Regions from separate parts of the Sus scrofa genome. Here regions 1 and 3 are each linked to region 2. Evidence: chromatin contacts called from public Hi-C data. All regions are on one chromosome and are shown on one strand. The core of a region is the stretch at or near the end of the contact, and the rest is flanking DNA. Distances in the headings are between cores, read along the strand shown. Region 1 overlaps ASTN1 (astrotactin-1). Region 2 holds the start of PAPPA2 (pappalysin-2). Region 3 overlaps PAPPA2 (pappalysin-2).

The links. Hi-C and Micro-C count contacts between places; a contact is called where the count stands out from the background.
Region 1: a contact with region 2 is called in a Hi-C map of skeletal muscle, with 3 times the contacts expected there. The contact joins the enhancer-like site here to the promoter of PAPPA2 in region 2. A contact is called at or near these places in 2 of 5 promoter capture datasets (fetal liver and liver) and 22 of 47 Hi-C or Micro-C datasets (alveolar macrophages, brain, embryonic fibroblasts and 13 more).
Region 3: a Hi-C map of fetal liver shows a contact between it and region 2, with 3 times the contacts expected there. The contact joins the enhancer-like site here to the promoter of PAPPA2 in region 2. A contact is called at or near these places in 3 of 5 promoter capture datasets (fetal skeletal muscle, liver and skeletal muscle), 23 of 47 Hi-C or Micro-C datasets (alveolar macrophages, brain, embryonic fibroblasts and 15 more) and 1 of 2 datasets of contacts at active chromatin or transcription factors (skeletal muscle).

The regions. Positions count from the first base shown.
Region 1 is chr9:118,671,928-118,676,620 of Sscrofa11.1, forward strand. All of the region lies in intron 21 of ASTN1 (astrotactin-1), which reads right to left. Among named protein-coding and RNA genes, the nearest start is that of BRINP2, 290 kb to the right of the region's middle. Within about 2 kb of position 2,899, at least 1 of the 83 cell types and tissues checked has an H3K27ac peak or open chromatin away from gene starts, as enhancers often do. A contact at or near this core is called in skeletal muscle, where this site is marked.
Region 2 is chr9:118,359,747-118,364,014 of Sscrofa11.1, forward strand. PAPPA2 (pappalysin-2) reads left to right here and starts at 2,917. Exons shown (of 23, transcript XM_003130330.6): 1 at 2,917-3,199.
Region 3 is chr9:118,631,372-118,635,593 of Sscrofa11.1, forward strand. PAPPA2 (pappalysin-2) reads left to right here. Exons shown (of 23, transcript XM_003130330.6): 23 at 1,326-4,222. The coding sequence ends at 1,400. Among named protein-coding and RNA genes, the nearest start is that of PAPPA2, 270 kb to the left of the region's middle. Within about 2 kb of position 2,845, at least 9 of the 83 cell types and tissues checked have an H3K27ac peak or open chromatin away from gene starts, as enhancers often do. A contact at or near this core is called in fetal liver and fetal skeletal muscle, where this site is marked.

The DNA of each region.
Region 1 (4,693 bases), core at 1,649-4,148, 310 kb after region 2:
ATTCCACATGAACACTTGAGGACAACAAATCCCAACTGGCTTTATACCTTGGTCATTCTTAGCACTGTCCAAATTGCAAAGTCCCTTTCCCCCACCCTCCAAGCCTGTCTGTCCGTCCTTTCTCTCTCCTACCTTTCTCTCCCCAGGCTGCTCTGTGCTTCTCTCACACCAAAGGATTCTCAAACTTGAGAATTAAACTTGATTCATAACCTGGAATACTTGTGAAAACACAGATTTCAGGTTCCCACTGGAGCTCCTGATCCAGTAGGTCTCAGATGGAACCTGAATATTTGCATATCTAACAAGTTCCAAGGAGATGCTGATGCTGCTGGTCTGGACCACACTTGGAGCCCAACTGTTCTATATAATTCACCCTCTCAAAACTTTCTTACTTCTGGGGCCAGCATCATTACATGACAAACAACTCTCCCTTCATCCTTGACCTTGGCACACACTTTTCCTTCCTTCCACATCCCTGTGTTGGCTGAAACCTGGACGAAGCCTTCTCTAGTACTGAGGGATCCTTCTCATACCCTAGAGAAGAGCAGTCTCCCCAAAACAACGACTTTCTCTCTTTTTCCCTCTCTCCCCACTTTAAAACTTACCTGCCTGTTCTATGTCCCACCACTCATTGTCTGACTATGCTTCTCCTTCCATGGAAGAATCTAGTATCTGGTTATCTTCCCCACCTCACTTCGTATCACCATTTGGGGTGACTTCACCGCCCCAATGAAAGGCCTGCTTAAGTCTCTAGACTCCCCAGTCACTCGTACCTGAGAACTTCTCCATCTCTGAAGTAGTAACTCCTAACATCACCCATGTGTTATGACCACAACCTCCTTTCAGGACTCTTGTACTTCTTATTGCTACCACATATATTCTTCAGTGACAGGAAGCCCAAGTCCTTACATGTCTGTCTTCACTCTAGGCATCGGTCTGGTATTTACATCCTTACCTACCTAACCTAATCCACACAGCCCAGTGCTAGTGCCCTCAGATAACTTGGTCCATCTTTTGCCTTCCTCTGCCTTCATTCAGCTAGGCTGCTAGGATCTACCAGGGAAAAACCACAAGGAATAGGTAGTCTTGCTTGTGTTCCCTCAGCATTTTGTACACACCTCTATACAGCACTTTCCACAGTATATAAGGCTGAGATAACTCTTCTTTCTCTCATGCTTGACATTCAATCCATTAGCAAATCCTTTTGGTCCTCCCATCAAAATAATTTGGAATTGGACCACTTCTCATCACCTCCATCCCAATCATTCTAGTTTAAAACAACACCATCCCTCCTCTGTATCGTCACTGCCTTCTAATCAGTCTTCCCGCTTCCACCTTAGACCCACTCTTCGGAGCCCACTAGAGCAGACAGAACAATCCAGTAAAACATTAAGTATGATTATGTCATTCTTCTCCTCGCTGTTTTCCAAGGCTTCCTATCTCAACCCCTAACAGAATCCCCTCCCTACTCTGGTGACCAAGCCCTGGGGGACCTGCCCCATAGCCACTCAAAGTTCCTTTCCTACGCGTCTCCTTCTCACCTCCTTTCTCCCCAACAGAGCCTTCTTTCTCGTCTTCAAACACGCCAAGCATGTCTGTACCACTGCCCCTACTGTAACAATGTCTGTGTCTTCCTCCTTCACCTCCTCCCATCCCACTCTAGGTGAAATTCTGCCTCTGCACCTCCAATACCATTTCCCTGCTTATATGTCTCCATAAGTATGTCATTATCCAAAATATTGTTTCTTTTGCTATCTTATTTGTTACCCCTGCTTAAATATAGACTCCATGAGGCAGGGGATTTTGTCCCCTAACACCTAGACCAGGTATTTAGTAAGGTCTTAAGTTGTCTGATTTGATAAATTCATGAAATCTGATTATAAACATATTGAAAATGGATTCTGAGCCTAGTTATGTTTGTTTCTTTAGCATCTAACACCAGGCTCTGATATTAATTAACAAATGGCTGGGGAAGAAGCAGATGAAGAAATGGAGAGTATCTATGCCTGGCATCAGGAAAAGAGGATGGATGTTGGAGGAAAGATGGAGGAGAACTAGCCTTCCCTTAGGGCAGCTATGTGAAGAGCTCCTGGAAGACCATGCCCCAACCTAGAGACCAGGTTGATCTTATTCCTGACTCTAGCCTATGCTGCTGGGAGGGCAGTTTCAGGAAAACACTGGTAGAAACTTATTTGCAGAATGGCTTTACTGTCATGATGTGGGGAAAAAACAATTTATAGAAGGTATCTAGTTTAGGAAGATGTTCATAGAAGAAGGAGAGTCCAGCTTCCTGGTAGATAATTAGGAGCTGAAGTCATGTTCTCGGTCACTTAAAAGGTAGTTCCCATATTTTACTAGGTTTAAACTCAACCCAACTGAGTTATATTTATGTTCACCATCTGGATTGGAAGGAGGCAAAGCATATTTTTTTTTTTTTTTTGGTGTAACTGCTAGGGTGGTATTAACTTGCAAGGATGCCCTCAATTAGTCTAACTCATTAATCTCCACGCCTGCCCTGTACAGGGCACCTTCTTGGCTGAAAGATAACAGGACCTGGGGATGTTATTTCATTCTCTCAGCATTAAATTGCCTCTCATGCACCCGGCTGGCCTGCTGGGATTTCAGAAAGTCTTCTTTGTCAGGGAGCGCAAAGGGTCAGAAGCACGTCCTGATATGCTTTGGAGACTAAAATTAACACAAAGAAGTCCCACAGAGAAATAGTACAGTGGGCTCTCCTGGGCAGATCACTCTATGTTGGCCACTCTTTATTCCAGAGATGCTTCTATCCATATATTCCTGCAGGGGGCGTCTGATGGCATCCCTCCCACCTGCTTCTCACCCCCCACACCCAGATTTCCAACCAGCCTGCTGCCTATTCAGCAAGCAAGCCCAAGGTGCCTGCCGCTGCCAGCAAGATCAGCAGATTCTCCACAACAGAAATAGCTGTGGCACCTCCTCATCACCTGTTCTTACCCTGGCTTGGAGTAAGAAATCAACAGATGATGAAATAAGGGTACCACGGGTTCCACCAGTCTCTCAACCCCAGATTCTGCTTTCATCATCACGGGATTTCAGAGACCTTCAAAAGTCATTCAGTCCATACCCCATAAGCCAGGCAGCTCTCACTGAGAGGTGCATCTGTCTTATACTTAAAGGTCTCTATTCAACTGTAATACCTCAATGGACACCAGTGGTCCTCAAGGGAATATTATTTTGGTGTCTAACTTGAACACTACTTTCTTTTTTCTTTTTTGGCCGCATCTACGGCATGGGAGTTCCCAGGCCAGGGATTGAATCTGGGCTGCAGCTGCAGCAATGCTGGGTCCTTAACCCACTGCACCACAGTGGGAACTCCTTGAACACTATTTTTTAAGGTGGGTCTTTTATTCATCAGTATTGAGAGACAAAGAAAGGTTTTCAGTCTCTTACGTAATAACCTTCTGAACATCTAATTTAACACAGTAAGCAAAATGGGAATTGATGTCAAATAATAAGCCTGAATGCTGGCTCTGCAAGATGCCAACTTTGTGACCAGCTTACTTACTCTACTCCGAATCTCAATGTCTGCATCTACAAAGTGGGCCCATATTCTATTCATTCAATAAATACTTACTGAATTCCTACTCAAACTCTATACATGGTTAGTGATTTTGACAGAGACACTGACTGGTGCTGGAAGTTTAGCTTGTGTGAGTTCCAATAAGAGAAACAGTGGGGCTAAGCTGATGATGTGCTGGTAGCCCTCGAATCACCTGTTAATGACCCCTGACTCCAGTTGTATCAGGCTGACCATGAGGGGCACGATTCCATAATGCAGACTCCCTAACATGTCCTGATCACTTACTAGGGGATAGGCACTTAAAAATACTTCATATATATTCACTTAATAAGTTTCTCACTAGAAACTTATTATCTAGGATACCATTATCCCCACCCCGTTTTACGGAGTAGTAAATTGAGGCACAAGGTGAAAACAACCTGCTCAAGGTCAAAAAGTTAGATGGGACAGCAGATATTTGACCCTGAGTGGTCCTACTCCAGCATCTAAGTTTCCCGATAACCAGCTGGTCACCAGGCTGCTTGCTAAGTGTTAAGGACACCAGGGTGGGCAAGAAGAGACCAGAACCCTGCTCTCATGGAATTCACTATCCAGTGGGATGGGTGGCCATTGAACAGGTAGTTCTAATAACAAGCTGAGATTAATGTTCTAAAGGGAATGCCTTCATGTGGTACTATGAAGGCATTTGGCAGTGGCCCCTGAGCCCTCTGTACTGAGGGACACTTGCTCTGAGATCTGCAGGCTGGGAGAAGTTAATCTGTGAAAGGAGCGGGGCTGGAGAGCATCTGCAGGAGTGAGATGGACAGGTGGGAAGGCTCACGCTAGAGATGGAAAAGGTGTGTTGGAGGAACTGAGAAAGGTAGTGAGGCTGCAGGAAGTACAGACTGACAGGGAGCACGGGCAAGAGGAGGCTGGAGAAGTGGGCAAGGGCTCCCCCCCCCCCATTTAGATCCTAATATGCTTGTTGCATATTTTGATCTCCATCACAAGAGGAATGGAGATCCGTTACATTACAGAGTTGTTGGGAGTTCCCGTAATGGCTCAGTGGAACGCAACTGACTCCATGAGGATGTGGGTTCGATCCCAGACCTTGCTCAGTGGGTTAAGGATCTGGTGTTGCTGTGAGCTGTGGTG
Region 2 (4,268 bases), core at 1,667-4,166:
TCGGCTCCAAGGATTGAAATGTTGCGGGAAATACTTACCCATCAGGGGCTCTCACCAGGGGAAATAGATATCTGGCTTACTGCCTCCATCATGCAGCTCCAGAGGGACTGAGAAGCCTAACCTGTGGATGAAATACCCTGATCTGTTTGAATGAAGGCACTTTGCAAAACACTGCCAATCACTGATAATAATTTATAATAGTAATAGTGTTGTTGAAAAAAATATGATTATTTAGCATGAGGTGCACTGAACAGTTTGACAAAAATATATGGCCTCTCTTGGCTTAAAAATGGACAGGGGGGGGCATGAAATCCAGCTTTGCATTTCCTCCTGTATGTAATTCTGAGTCACAGAGCATATAAGGCCAACACATACTCCCTGGGCATTTTTGCCTGAATGTGGAACAGGAGAGGCCAGCCTTCAAGATTGCCCTCCCGCCCAGTTTTGGTGCATGGGTGGCAGACAGTGAGACAGGTGTGTCCAGAGGAGGGAAAACCTGCACTGGGATTCAGGAGCCCTGATGCCCACTCTGGCCCTGCCATTAAGTGTGTGGCTCCATCCTTGTTTTCCCACCCATGAAAAAGGGGGCTCTGATAAGTCACCCCAAAAGAATCTCAAGTGATCCCCATGAGTGATACAGCCAGTCACCCCCAGCTCGGAGCGCTGAAGCTGTGGGGGGGAAGAAAGCAACAACCCTGAGCCTTTGAGTGAAATGCTTCAGAGAAGCTCGTTCTTTCCAGCACTAGCTGAATAAGATTCCGATAAACATATTGCTGAAATGTTTGTTTCCGGGTGTCATTTTAGACTTCAAGTAGCTAAAACAGATCCGGCTCCTATATATAGATACTGCATTTGGTTGTGTTCTGGGAGGCTTTTATTACTACACTCCCTGGCTGGCTCCCAGCTGAGCTTTTCCCTCAAGGGATCAGATTTTGGAATCAGAAAATCAGAAGGGATCAGTGACCACATTAAGGGGTCTCTGTCCCTCCCTCTCCCTCTCCCCACTGTGCACCCAGGCAGGTGGACGCCAGCATGGACTGGCTCCTCCCTTTGCTTGCAAAGACTCTTAATAATCATGATGACAATGCTGATGGAAACTGACCAGCTCCACTATGGCAGCAAATACAAGCAAAACAGCCCTGACGTCCTGGGCGTAAGGAAACATAGTATAATTTGGGTTGAAATGAAGTGCAGATTGTCACAAAGAGCTCAGTCTTTAGATAAGAGAACCCAGGACTCTCTGAGTGTAGAAGAAAAGAAAGGAGCTATTAAGGGTGGGGTTTTTTTTGGCAGGGGGGAAAGGTAAGTGGGTCTGAATTTTACTGGTGAATTCTCCAGGGGAAGATAATGCTGGGAACAAAAAGGTGAATGACAGAAGGTGGAGGTGGGGATTGAAGGAAGAGATAGAGGCAGGGAAAGAGGAAGGCATAGGGGTTTACTTAAAGAAACAAAGTTGAACCCTGGCAATCTCACTTTTTAACGTGACCGATCACTAAGAGTGAATCCCTTCACTATGTGTCCTTTGTGTTCTGTGCATAAAACTGAACCACTGCCCCATTTTATAGTGTCTCCCTTCACCTGCCTCCCTGGTTCCTTTATGCTTAACCATTAGGGATCTAACTGCCTTCCTGGTCTCCATATTTTATGTTCCTCACCACCTCTTTCTCTTTTTATCTTCCTCTCTGTCTCAGTCTTCCCTCCTCTCTTCCCTGCTTTTCTTTTTGAGTCCTTCCTCCTCCCAGACTCTTGTCTTTCCCTTCGTCCCCCTCCCCTCCCCCTTCCATTTCTCCCTTTCCTCTTCCATCCTTCCCTTCCCCCTCCCTCCCTTCCTCTTTTCCTTCTTTCCTCCCTCCTCCCTCTTCCCTTTCTCCTCTCCTCCCCTCGCCCCCTTCTGCCCTTTTCCCCTTCACTCCTCTCTCCACGGCCCCATCTCCCCATACCCTCTCCCTCTCCCCTCTCTTCCCTCCTTCCTCTTTCCCTCCCTCTCCCTCTCCGTCCTTGTTTATCTGTAAGCTCCAATTTCTTGCCTTATAGATTTACCTGCAGAACAAGACACCGCTCCTCTTGCAAAAACTGTTTAAGCAATCCATATCCTCTCCCTTCATTCCTTGTGCATTTCAGAAATGATATTCCTCCCCCAACTACCCCCGTCAAAATAAAATAAATTCAGCCAGCTCCTGCTGTGTGTCCTTAAATCCATTCCCTCTAGCTTCGCTGGTTTGAAAGCCTGTACCCTAGAAGGGGCCTCCTGCATTTGCTGGCAACCCTGCTCGAGTCTGATCGCCACAGATAGTGCTTTGGAGTGAAAAAAGGGGGGAAAACCCTCTCGTTGGAGATTTCAAAACAGATTCTACCAGCTTTCAAATCTGTGCACTTGTGGAGTGGCAAGGCTTGGGGAAGAGGCATAGGGGACTTGGGGTGCGGGTGTTTGTCATAAACAAATAAGCCACAGAATTTATACATATATATAAATGTGCGTTTCCTCTGGCGTGTTTGGTGTCTCTCTCCCTGGCATCCAGGGTGGGTGCTGTGCGAGTCTGACTTCTCTCACCCTTTGGCCGGGGTCTGGTGTGTGAACGTGTGTGATGGAATTGAGGAGGGGGTCGCTGTGTTTTTGATCTGATTCACTTGACAGATTATTTGAATCCAGCCCACCTTTCCGCACATGTCAAACAGATGGGATCCTTGTTAAAGCCGCGGTGGGTAAGGCAGGGAGGGGAGGAGAGGAGGGGGACCGAGGGGAGAGGGGCCCCTTCCAGTAGCTTTGTATTTTCACAGGTTGGGACTGACAAGAGCCCTGCTCCTCTGTGGGGGGTGTTTTGGGGGCACGGGGCTGATGAGGGGTGGGATGGAAAGGAGAGAGAGAGGTGGGGTGTTGGTGGGCAGGGTTATGATGTCACAGCAAAAGTTACAACAGGAGGAAAACACAGAAATGGTTCAACATTTTTTTTTTTAAACTTTGGACTGCCAAGAGCTGAAGGAGAGTGGTGAGCAAAGGAATGAAGGGGAGAGAGAGAGAAACTAAACTGGAAGCTTGAGTTTTGTGTAGCTTCTTGAAACCTTATGAATGGATTACTAGCAGCTGAGAGCCAGGAGAGACCTATAGGGGATGCAAGATCATTCACACACTAAAAGGGGGAGAAAAGCACGGCGGGATTCTTCCTCCTTGCTGTGTTAGCCCTCCTTCCTGAAATGAATGGTATGAAACCTTTTGCTGGGGGTCGTGGGGGTGGCATGAGGGAGGGGGAAGCGTCCTCCTCCTTGTCTTACCTGGCTGTCTTCCCTCCTTTCTTTCTTGGTTTCTCTCTGTCTCTGTCTCTCTCTCCTCTGCTTGTCTCTCTTTCTTTACAGTCACCCCCTACCCCCTTTCAAAGCCCCTATCTCTACGGAGCTGCTTGGGGGTGGGGGTGGGGGTGGGGGGTAAAGGACTGAGTCAGAAAAGTGAAGGGAGGCAGGGGGATGATGAGAGGAAAAAGGACAGTCTAAGACTTAGAGATTTCTGTTTAGTAATAGCCACGTGCCTGAATTGATATCTTCTTGGGGACTTGCCTTGAGGCTTCAGTGGATGCTGCAGAGGGAAACAGGGCATGCCAGGGATGGGGGTGTTAAGGTTGCAGCATTCTTAAAGCAGAGAAGTCAGTTACTATCTAGGGTAGAGGAGTTCAGAAGACGATGAGACCCAAGGCAAAAGAGGCAGTGTGATCTTACTCCAAAGTATGTGGGCTGCATGTTTTATACGTGGGCAGCACAAGCAGTGATTTTAGAACTGTAAGTGATTTTTCTTGTGATTGAATGAAGGACCCTCTATATTTCTGTACCTGTTTTGTACTCACCTGTCGTCAAACATCCTTACCTGTGTTGAGAATTCAAAAACATGCTCTGTGTGTGTGTGTGTGTGTGTGTGTGTGTGTGTGTACATGCTCATGTGTTTAGGGGGTGGGACTCTTTGAGATAGCTTACATCTAAGCAAACATTATTATAGAGGTTAAAAATCACATTATTTACTTCCCCACTCTATCCATTCATTTCCAAGCAATTAAAAATAGTTGTTTGGGTCTAGCTGTTTATTTTTGTAATTTACTTATTTTGAGCATCTCCTTTGTTTATTTGCTCACTCAGCATATGGTGACTTTTAGTAACTTGAGAGTGAGAAACTTCAGCGAGAATAAGAAGACCTACACAGTACAAATCCATGGCATTTCCACTGAATGCTTCTTACAGCAGGATAATTGATTTCTCCTTTTTCCCAATGTCTAATATACAGTGAA
Region 3 (4,222 bases), core at 1,595-4,094, 270 kb after region 2:
TCAGGGGCTCATTGTATCATTGTTCAGTTTGGCTCTCTTTTGCTGCGAAAACCAGTAAATCCTAAACTATGAGAGAGAGATCAAGAGCTTGGATTGCAAGTCAGAAATCATGCCAACTAGTTCCTGGTCTTGTAGAAAGTAACTAGTCAAGGATCCCATTTCTACCCAGGAAGTCATAACTGCTTTGGAAGAAAGCAATCAATTCTCTCCCCATCACCATCTCACACTCAGCAAATCTAGGATTTGTCTTAATGGATTTCTGTGCCTGTGGCCAACATACACATGCATCTGGATTGAGAAAACATTTCATGCCCCCTACTGTTGACTCCTCAATCACACTTAATTCATATGTGAACATATGCTACAAAATTCCCTCAAACATCACCACCATTGTCCAGCCTACTTGCCCAATGACCAAGCCCATCTCTTCAGTGTACTTAGACTCTTAAATGATATGCCAATGTATTTTTGTGTCATTTGCTCATCCAGACCCAAAGGGTAGACTCTTTGCCACTTTTACATCATGTCTCCTGAATGCCCAAATCTCTCTGAAGCTAAGTATGGACACTCAAAATGTATGTTTATCTGTTGGTAGTTGTGCAGGCAAGAAGAGAGCAACTTTTTCTGGACCCTCCCTGGCCTGGAGGAAGGCTAGTTACATAGCATGAAGGCAATCCAGCCATAAACAAGGGATAGAGAGATGCATTGTCTTACCAAGCCAAAGTATATCCTGGGTTCAAGAAGGGAAAACCCTCAAGTTTATGAAAATGACAGGGATGATCCTATGGCCCCCAGACACCAAAGAGTAGGAGACATAGAGCTGGGGTATAGAGCCTTGGTTTTCCAGATTCAGTGTAAGATGACCTGGACCTAAGTCACTTACCTCTCTTGACCTTCCCTGTAGGAAAAGATACTAACATTCATCTTTCCTACTCTGCATGGATTTTGTGAATATGCTAATAGCGACAAAAACATTAAAGCAGTAGTTTCAGACATGAGTGGGAATACTAGAAGTAGTAGTAACAGGTGTGAGAAGTGCCTGGAAATGTATGTTTCATACCCATCATCTTATTTAAACCACACTAACACCCTCTGGAGTCGCTGCGGTTGTTCTCCAAACTTTGTATATAAAGAAAGTGAAGCAAGGTTTACCTTGCCTAAGGAGACAAGGTAAATGAAAGAGCTGAGTGTTAATTTCAGTTCTGTGATACGAACACATAACCCCATGCTCCCTCTGGGACCAAGTGAGAAAAGCAAAAGCTGGTTGAAAGCATGACACTTGGTGCGACGATGGGTTATTTCAACGTCTCTTTGATTTCCCTAAGGTCATTCCATTTGCTGCTGACTGTGATCTGGATGAATGCACCTGCCGAGACCCCAAGGCTGAAGAAAATCAGTGACTGTGGGAATGAGCCCCTCCTTCCACTGCCCTGGAGGCAGTGAGAAAGAGAGAGCCCTCCACAAAAGGAAACAAAAGGTGAATGAAGAAGAAAGGTCATGAAGGGAGGGACGGATGAAGAACATGGAGAATCTTATAAGAAACTCAAGAGGATGTTTATAGGTGCCAACTATTGCATCAAGTAGTCCAAGTAAGGAAGAATCATAGGCAAAAAAAAGTTTCTTCAAAGAGGCAGTTGATTTAAAGTGGAAAGAAAAATACGATAGATATACAAGGACCCTCCTCCCATTTATATTCTCTCCAACCCCATCGTGAATTCTTGCCCTGCTTCCCACTCTGCACCCTGTCAACTATTCAGCCCTACCCAACTTGTAAACTAGTACCAAAATACTAGAAGAGAAGCTGCCAGGGACACTCTGTTAATACTGGTTTCACATGGATTGCCACCCTTCAGGGCTCTTCTAATCTAAACTGGCTCGCTCCCTTTCTTTGTGTAGTCTCCCTTAGGAATATCGAGGTTAGTGATTAATTCTTTATAAGTATTTAAACATAATTATATAAATATATTATATATATTATATTTTTTGCCGTCTACTAAGCTAAAAATTATTCATGGTTCCACACATGCTGCTGTGAAGTTCACATCCAAAATGAATGCTGAGGGTTTGAGGACCGAGAGACAAGTTATTCTACCATCGTTCTAGTCCTAGGGGCTGGCAGGTTGAGAGGGAACTGGAGAAGGAAGGAGAGCGATCAGATGCAGTTTTTGATGATAATATGTCAGCTAATCATCTTTTTATGAGCTGGGAGCTGGGCCCAGTTGGAGAAGATGGGGTCTCGGAATGATAATACTAAGAGGCACAGAAAAGTGGGTAGGGGGTATGCATTGGTGATGGGTCCAGGAAAACTAGACTAGGATCCATCCAAAAAGAATATATTCTATTCACTTCTCCGAATTCCTAGCTGCACTTGGTGAGACCCAGGATTTTCTACACTTCCATGTGTGCCTGTTCCAAGTGTGGCTCTCAGCCAGCCACTCAGTTAACAAGTTTGTATGAGGGCTCTTTCTCTGATCACCAGGATTACAGGAAGTCACGCATTCCTCATTCTTGGCCTGTGGTCTCACTCATTCTAAGTCCCCAAGCCTGGCCATCATTCACAGCCACATGACCTATTGTTGATTTTCTGGGGAAAAAAAAAAGACTGTCATGGAAATGACATCGGGAAAAGGTGGGAGGAGATGGAAGAACAGGCAGGGATGGAGGAGCCAAGGGAGGCAGTAGACAGGGGAGAAGTCAGGGTTAATCAGAGCGCAGGGCCAGGGAGGATGAAATGAGTCAAGGAAACTCAACCTTGTTCCAAGTCTCCCAAGCAGACCAAATGGGATCCTTTGCACAAGGCAGAATGGGAGTTAAATTCTCTTCAAGTGCGATGTGTCAAATCTGTGTCCCAGAGAGTTCCTTTGGAGCAAGCTGTAAAATACATGGAGCAAGGGTGACACTCTGTGGGGAGAGAGAAGCATTTCAACGATTTGGGGTCCATTTTGTCCTCGTTACCCTTTCTTGCTCAATCGTTGGACTGTACGTGAAATGACCAGGGTAACCTGCCTCTCTGTTTACATCCAGGCTGATGCTCCCTGCATGTGGTCTCTTGCAGTTGTTTTTTGGTAATGATTTATGGATGAGGCCTTGGAGAGGGAGGGTAAGGAGCTAGTTTCTTGTTCAACACCCCAGTTTATCATCTCAGGAAGGGCTGGGAGGTTTGCCTCCCTCCAAGCCTCTTCTCCAGTGGAAGGGAAGAAAGGACAGGCACAAGTTCAAGGGCAGCCTTGGGCTCTCTGGATCTCCTTCCTGCACTTTGGCTCTGACTGCAGTATTCTACTCTTCCCATCCACCCTGAAGCAAGGGCTGTGCAAATAGAAAGGGGAAATACCAATCCCCCACCCCCACTATCTTGAACCGGATTTTATGTAGGAAAGAACAACATTCTGGAATGAAGTTAAAAGGAGAAGGCAACATACACATATTTACCTGCGGGGATGTGAAGTGAGAGCAGCAGAGTCACTGGGGAAAGGAAAGAGCAGCGTCTGCCCATCGAAAATATACCTGTCCTCTGTATTTACAGCCCTAACAGCAAGTATTGCCTGGATGCCTGCTGGTGCTTATCTGGGTTGGCATTCAGTGCCCCCCAAGAAGAGAATATTTGGGGGATTCTGATAGGTCACAACATGGAAGGGACAATAGAAAAGTTTAGATGCTCCATCTTAAAACAGTTGTGAAATCATTATCCAAAGTTCTTGAAGCCGGCAAACTGTGCAGGGAACCCTGTCCTGTCTGAGACTGAGGCAGCAGAGCTGTTACCCTGGGCCCTGCAGGGCTCAGGGAGGCTCCAGCACGGCCCCTCCCCCAGGAACTCAGAGACTGCGCTTCACAGTGCAAGACTGGCCTGTCCCCCTATAGGAATCACAGGACATTTCTCTTTTGTACTCCATTTAAAAATATTTTATTATCTGTGGGCAACATCTGCACTCCATCACTGCCCTGGGAATGTGAGCGGTGGTGTGTGGAAAGCCCTTCAGGCAGAAGGCTGCCTAGCCCGAGTCGGCTCTGGCCATTCAGAGACAGCAGGTTCCCCCAACCTTTGTTCCTGGAGCCTGTGCTTTGCGCTCCTCAGGTCCCTGATAAAGCTGAAGGTCTGAGATGCCATGGTCACAGATCCCCAGTGGATATCAGCTCCACTGGCTCCATGGGTCTGTGTTCTGCGGCTCTTCCCACCCACAAGGCCACAGAGGCTCTACCATCAGTTCTTTGTTCCAAAATCACT